Linked DNA regions of Mus musculus: region 2 is linked to region 1. Evidence: chromatin contacts called from public HiChIP or PLAC-seq data. All regions are on one chromosome and are shown on one strand. Each heading gives the region's core, a stretch centred on a gene start, on an enhancer-like site or on the middle of the called end of the contact. The rest is flanking DNA. Distances are from core to core; before and after follow the strand shown. Region 1 overlaps Iqgap1 (IQ motif containing GTPase activating protein 1). Region 2 overlaps Pde8a (phosphodiesterase 8A).

The links. HiChIP or PLAC-seq counts read pairs in DNA pulled down with a chosen protein or histone mark.
Region 2: a FOXA1 HiChIP or PLAC-seq map of pancreatic cancer cells shows a contact between it and region 1. The contact joins two enhancer-like sites. A contact is called at or near these places in 1 of 484 Hi-C or Micro-C datasets (embryonic stem cells), 1 of 115 datasets of contacts at active chromatin or transcription factors (pancreatic cancer cells) and 1 of 9 other capture datasets (embryonic stem cells).

What each region holds. Positions count from the first base shown.
Region 1 is chr7:80,713,887-80,717,621 of GRCm38.p6, reverse strand. Iqgap1 (IQ motif containing GTPase activating protein 1) reads left to right here. Exons shown (of 38, transcript NM_016721.2): 37 at 503-611; 38 at 3,677-3,735. Among named protein-coding and RNA genes, the nearest start is that of Crtc3, 27 kb to the right of the region's middle. Within about 2 kb of position 2,146, at least 105 of the 459 cell types and tissues checked have an H3K27ac peak or open chromatin away from gene starts, as enhancers often do. A contact at or near this core is called in pancreatic cancer cells, where this site is marked.
Region 2 is chr7:81,318,205-81,321,633 of GRCm38.p6, reverse strand. It overlaps Pde8a (phosphodiesterase 8A), which reads right to left. Exons shown (of 22, transcript NM_008803.3): 15 at 2,518-2,566; 16 at 2,176-2,311; 17 at 784-982. Among named protein-coding and RNA genes, the nearest start is that of Rps17, 25 kb to the left of the region's middle. Within about 2 kb of position 1,698, at least 70 of the 459 cell types and tissues checked have an H3K27ac peak or open chromatin away from gene starts, as enhancers often do. A contact at or near this core is called in pancreatic cancer cells, where this site is marked.

The DNA.
Region 1 (3,735 bases), core at 897-3,396:
GCAACCTTGCTGACCCCTCTGCTTCCTCACTCATCTCTCACAATCCTCAAACACCCTCCCCTTCCCCAAGAACTGGGTTTCTCTGTGTAGCCCTGGGTATCCTGGAACTCACTCTGTAGACCAGGCTGGTCTCAAGACTCAGGTATCTCCCTGCCTCTGCCTCCCGAGTGCTGGGATGGCAGGTGTGCGCCACCACACCCTGCTCCTTTTCTCACTGACTTTTGACTGTTGCTTCAGGGCGGGGCCATCTGGTCTCACCATTTCAGGCTTTGGTGGCCTTCTCATGGGCCGTCTTGGAACAAATTGCAAGTGCTTCAGGGAGGGGTGACCATTTCTCTCTCCAGGTGTCAAAGCAGACACCACAGCAGGATGCTTTTGCCAATGGCGCTGCCGCTCCAGGCGAACTTAGGTCCAGAATCTACCCCTAGTGCCCCCTCCCCCATCTCAGAGTCTCATTACCTAAAAACTCAAAGCTCACACATACGGTGTTGTGTTTCAACAGATTTAAAAATGTTATCTTCGAAATTGGTCCAACAGAAGAAGTTGGAGACTTTGAAGTAAAAGCCAAGTTCATGGGAGTTCAGATGGAGACTTTCATGTTGCATTATCAGGTGGGTGTGCACAGGCTCAGGCGTGACGCTCTCCGATGAGGTGGGAGAAAAGATAAGGGAAAGCCTTTGGGGAGAGCTTTGTGTATTCAGAGAGCTCGGTGGGCGCCTAGTTGGGAGAAGCTAAGGGCTTGGGGAGTTGGGTGTGGTCTGTGTCCTCTGAGAGTCGTCCTGTGCGGATGCTTTAGAGTGCTCTGACACCTGAATCTTCACTCCAGCCCTGATGAGCTGGTGCCCTGGCCTTGAAGGAGGTACCTAACCACCAGTGTTAGCAGTAAGAGATTCTTTGCTGCTCTGTACTTGAAATCTCTCTTTGTTTTCATTTTTATTTGATATGGATACCTTTTGTTAGGGATATTACTAAAATTTGTGAACACATTGCCTCGTTGTAACTCTGAATCACATTTTAAATTCAAAATTAACTCTGTAGCCGTTTTATAACGTAGCTGCCCCTAATTTATTTTTAAGTTTCTTTTTTTTTTCTTTCTGGTGCTTACATTTGACCCTCAGCATTGTGCTTGCAGGCTGTTTCCCACTGAGTTCAATTTCCAACCCCAAATACCTGATTTTGGGGAGTGGGAGGAATCTTATGTAGCCCAAACTATCCTCAAATCCACTATGTAGTTGAGTCTGGCCTTGAACACTTGACTCTCCTGTTTCTCCCAAATGCTGGGATTATAGATATGTGCCACCATGCCGAGCTGCCTAAATATCTATTTTTGCACATTAAAAAATGTACCAAATAAGGATGGTGACACGCACCAGTAATCCAGCTCTCAGGAGACAGAGGCAAGAAGATTCAGAGTTTGAGGCCAGCCTGGACTTCATTGTAATTCCTGGCCAGCCTGTATAGTGAAAGCAATCTTCAAAATCCAAAGCCAGAAATAATCAGACAATTGAAAGGATTCATGAGCGGTGTCCAGACCCAACTATGTGTGTACCACATAGTAGACCTCTTACGGTTTTTGTTGGTTGGTTTCTTTTTCTTTTCTTTTTTTTTTTTTTAAAGATTTATGTATTTATGTATGTAGCTGTCTTCAGACACACACCAGAAGAGGGCATCAGATCCTATTACAGAAGGTTGTGAGCCACCATGTGGTTGCTGGGAATTGAACTCAGAACCTCTAGAAGAGCAGTCAGTGCTCCTAACCAGTGAGTGACCTCTTCAGCCTGGTTGGCTCATTTCTTTTGCAGTGCTGAGAATCAAACTTTGAGCCTCACACATGCTCTACTGCCAAACTGCTCTTCCATGTCTTGCCACACCCTGCCTTGCTTGCCACTGCCGTGGTCTAGCAAACCAGGCTGGTGCCTCTCTGTGAGCAAGCGTTCCGCCTTCTGCACAGGATGCTCTCCCCTCCTGGAATCAGCCTCCCTCCCTCTGCTCCCTACCTGCCTCCTGCCTCCATCAAACAGTGAGCACTGGCCCGCGCTGCCCCCCTACAGCCGCAGTGATGGCCCTTCCCCTTGACTCAGCAGCCCTGAGACATCCTCTGTTGACAGTGCGAGCTGACTCATTTCCCTGCCACCCCCAAAACTGGGAACTCCTAAGACAGTATGTCTTAGTCATCTGTACCTCCCTGTTGGTAACCAGTAGTCTCTCAGCGCATATTAATTCAGTAACTGTGAAAGGATTTCTTCACACACTGTAACTAAGCATACTGCATACAGTCCCTATTCCATTGGTTTCACTGCCAGTGCAGGCCAACCAGTCTGCTAAGGAGACTGTACACTGCTGCTCGGATTCAGGAACTGGTCTGCCTCATAGGTGCCTGGGGTTAGGGTTAGGCTAGGCAGAGAGGACACACCATGGTCCCCATCCTTGGGACACTGCGGTCCCTTCATGCCCTTCCTCACCACCACTCACCAGTTTAGTGGTAGTGACGACAGTGCTGTCGTAAGCCGCCAGGACTGCAGAGAACATTAGAAAACAGCCGATCATACCGATCACCCCAGAGCCAGCTCTTTCCTGATGGCCTTGCCACCCAACACTTTGAGCCTCAGCAGCTCATCTCTAAAGTTCAGATAATTATGCTTCATAAGGTTTTTGTAATGCCTTGAAAAAATAGTGTGTAAGGTGCCTAACCGAGGCCACACACAGGCTCGGTGCTGGATGGTTGCTCCTCCTGTTGTACTTGCATTTACGTTAGACAACCTTTCTCATGCGGAGTTGAAGTTGGAGTCATATTCAGTTTACAAGAGACCCTGGGCTCAGTCTCCTAAAAACAAAGGACTCCAGTAGACTGCAGAGCTGGAGATGTAGTTCTGTTGGTAGAATGCTTGTTTGGCAGGCACAAACCCCTGGGTTTGATCTCAGCACTGTAGAAACTGAGCCAGGCAGCACATACCTGTCATCCCACCATGGGGTCAGGAGTATTCGGTCAGCCTGTGCAAAAGTGCCAGGGGTGGAGGCGGGGCGGGGGCAGAGCAACTGGTAGGTACTGAGACATTACAGGTCATTCTCATTTTCATTTCTCATTCTCATTGGCATATTTCATAAATTGAAATGCCTTTACTTTTTCTATGTGTATTAAAACCTCTAACCTACATCTGAAACAATGGGGAAATGCCATCATAACTTCTTTTTGATTAATCATTCCTTTACATTTCAAATCATATCCCCCTTCCAGTTACCCCTCAACAAATCCCATCCCATCTCCCCTCTCCCCTCTCCACCCTCCCCTTTGCCTCTTGAGGATGATGCTTCACCCACTCATCCATGCCCTGCTCACTGCTCCAGCGGCCCCTACCGTTGTAACTTTTGAAATAAGCTTTAAATGTATTTTAACTGAACATAACTCCTAATTTCCCTTTGTGTTTAGAATCTTTTACTATAAACTAAATGATAACCTAAGACTAAGTTGTAGGCTCCCTGTTGCTCCAGCACCCAGGGTAGCTGGCCCCAGGGCAGTCGTGCCCCGTAAAGCTCTGCACTGAGAAGTGTGTCTGACCTGCTGCACCATTTCACACCTGGCACAGAAGTCCTGCCTCTCCTCTCCTGGATCGTGGGGTCCTTCCTTTTCTTGTTCTGGATTCGATGGTGAAATTGTTTTGTTTTGTTTTTTAAACAGGACTTGCTGCAGCTACAGTATGAAGGAGTTGCAGTTATGAAATTATTTGATAGAGCTAA
Region 2 (3,429 bases), core at 449-2,948, 600 kb before region 1:
TGGTCCGACCCTCACAGGTAGAAATGAACATCGCTGGACCCGCCCTGTGCCAGGGCATCCTCCATTTTGTTCTCCACACACCAGCTCCATGGTGTATCATGTAGGATGCACCTGGCTCTGTGTGGCTGTAGCCATTCTTGGCCCCAGACAAATGCTTCAGACACTGACGTATGACCTGAATGGTTTGCCTGCATGTCCTAGGCACAGGGAGTGAAGAAGAAAGGGGAGTCCTTCATGGCGGTGTGGCACGGCAGTGTATCACAGTGTTTGAAGTCTGAGTGCCTGTGGGGCAGGAAGCGGCTCAAGGCAGTGATGGGCAGACATGCTGCTCTGGAAAGAACACAATGGCAGCACTGTGCGAATGCTGTGAGGGACCAGGAGAGAGGAGTGACCTCCCTCCTGGGGCAGGAAAATTAGAAGCTCTGTCTGAGTCAGATGGTTAGCCAGCAGCTGAGGGGCTGAGGGGCGGGGCAGGGCAGGAATGGTCAGGACTCACAGCACAGGTGAGGGGCTTAAAAGAGGCTCAGTGTGCCCTTAGGTCCAAACTGAAACCCCTCTCCTCCACGGGGACAGCCCTGTTCTGTCTCGGTTGGTTTCTCCTTGAGGACTCATAGACTGGCGGAGACTGCAGATTAACCTATCAGCTGCTTCCTCGCCTTCCATGCTGCACGCTGCACGGGTGAGGACCACTCTGGTTATTACGGTGCAGTGAGGGCAGCTGAGGCGGAAGCCCCATCTCTGCCCACTGTTGCTGTTGAATGAGGAACAGGAACGCTAGCTCACCTTTATTTTGTCTCTGGAAAGGAAATACGCCGTGGCGTGAAGCACATCCGCAGCGTGTGTGGAATTGTGGTAGGGGTTAGAAGAGTGGTAGTTGGATTCGATCATCTGAAACCAAGATCTCAGCGTTGTCTCAGAGCACTGTAAGAACTCACACATTCCAAAACGCGCAAACGTTTTCAGACCTAGATAAATCAAAGGCCTACAAAGAAAAATATGCACAATATAAAATAGAGCAAAAACCAGTTACCCGAGTTCTGAAGAGACCCAAAGTACATTCAAGCCACAGTGCAGAGTACCAGGGCAACTGATCTGCACTGCTGCACTGTATTCCATGTGGGCTGGAGGCCACACAACGGTTTCTTTCTGCCTTAGCCTGCTTTAGGCATCTTGATTTGCTGGGGTGAAGTTCCCACCCTGCTTGCATAAGTACAACCTTCAGAACCCTGCCTTTGCCAGACTATACAGGCTACCTGTAATCCTACCCTCACGTGTTACTTCTGATGGCCTACCTAGAGGAAATACCACCAAAGTGTGACATAAACCAGACGCAGACACACTCAGGTGACTAATCACCTCAGCAACTTTATAGTCTAAAGTTTAGACTTTACCTCGAGAAATTGACCAGCTACTAGCAAGCATGCCTTCCTTAGATTTACTGACTTGACTTAGAAGGTTAAGAAATCAGCCCACAGAAGCCATCTCAGAGGTCATCACAGACCTCGACCTGGCCTGCCTTCCACACTTTGGAAGCTGTGATGGCTCGGAATGTAAACCAGGGGCTCAGGGGCTCATTGCTATGGGATGTGCCTGGCCACTGCTAGGCTGTGTGCGTGGGAGTCTCAGTGTAGACAGCTCACCCAGTGGGGTGAGACCGGTGAATCATTCCACAACCTAGCAGAGCCACCCTCCCCAAACTGAACCGCACTCCTGGCTGGCACTGGCTGTGGGTGCCCAGCCCTATGTGCCAAGATCCTGTGGTTAACAGCTTTTACTCAGCAAAACCCAAACTCCCAGTCAGCCACCATAAGCCGATGAACATAACTAGGGTGGAGTCTTTGTGTGGGCCACCAATATGGCAACCAAGATTTGAGGCTAGTTTTATCAAATGTGTAACTAACCATATTGGTTCTAGGTTTGGAGCAGGAGACTCTTTGTTGCTACCTTATATAATACCACATACTAGAGAAATTAGGGACTTGTGTCACAGGAAAACCTGCTATTTAAGGAAGCCATCAGAGCTGGGCAAACTCTGCCTGGGGCCTACTGACTCAACTTGAAGTCCCTCTCCTCCTTCCTCAGCCTCTGTCCCCACCCCAGGAATGGCTCTGCACACACCTCTGCTGCTTGGGCGGGCGGTTCCCTGCACAGGCCTTGGAAACAAGCTCTACCTACCTATTTTGGGTTGCTACTTCCAGCTCAAAAATGTCAAAGTCCCACTGTTCTTCATTTTCTATGGCCAGGGCAATCCGTGGTGGGACATCATGAAGGGAGACGGGGGTGGCCAAATTGTTTGAAAGTGGTGGGAGGTCTGCAAAGTAACAGAATTTGGAAAACGACGACGACGTTAACAGGTTCGTGGCATTTGGTGTTTGGGGTAGGCCGTGCTATATCAGAAATGGCTGCTTTGCTTCTGAGGCTTCACGGCGTACCCAGAGCTTACTGATGAGAGCGAGCATCATCTAATCTGGGCCAGAGTATTATAGCAATGTAAGAGATTAAAAACAGAGAACTTACTTTTTGTTGCAAGAATATACTCATTTCCTGAAAACCTTCGTAAGCCATCCTGGTGAAAATCAAGAAGACAAGAAAAGGCATGGTCACATGGTCTTCCTTCCTGACTGCATAACCCAGATGGACAGCCCCAGAGAGGACAGTCCAGCACAGCCCAGTGCAAGGCTGCCCAGCCCAGCAGGCTGACCACTGTGGCCAACTCCAAATTTAGTCACCTCCTGGGAGCTGCCCTACTGCTGGAGCCCAGGCTCAGGCAGGATGACCAGTGAGCTGACCAACTACTGCCCACCATAGTGACAACCACCCTCTGCCCTCAGGTCACCCCCATTTTCTTCTTCTCCAAACTCAGCTGTCTCAGGAACACTTCTCTCTCACCTTCTGAGTGGACGCCTCCCTCGTCCCTGAGGATGGGACTAACCACTCAGTACCCCATGTGCTCTCGGGGCGCCCTCTCCCCATGAGCTCCAGGACACAGGAATCGGGAGGGAGCAACTTTTATTTCTAAGACGGCAGCAGAACAATGGTAGTTGTCTTCGCTTGTGAGAGTGCTGCTCTGCACTGGCTGAGGTGGTGCCTGGGCTCCTCAAGAATCCCCATGTAGTGACATGTCCCTTTTTTGTTTTTTTGGTTTTTTCGAAACAGGGTTTCTCTGTGTAGCCCTGGCTGTCCTGGAACTCACTCTGTAGACCAGGCTGGCCTCAAACTCAGAAATCCGCCTGCCTCTGCCTCCCAAGTGCTGGGATTAAAGGCGTGTGCCACCACTGCCTGGTGGTAGTGGCACATCCTTAATGCCTTCTTCCTAAACAGTTATCCAAAGGCTAGTGGGGCGCCCTGGCCCTTTTTAAACACATGAAGGCAGGAGCTAGTCTCCACTCTGCAGTGCATCGTGTAGCACTCCGGCAAAGGTGTGTGGTG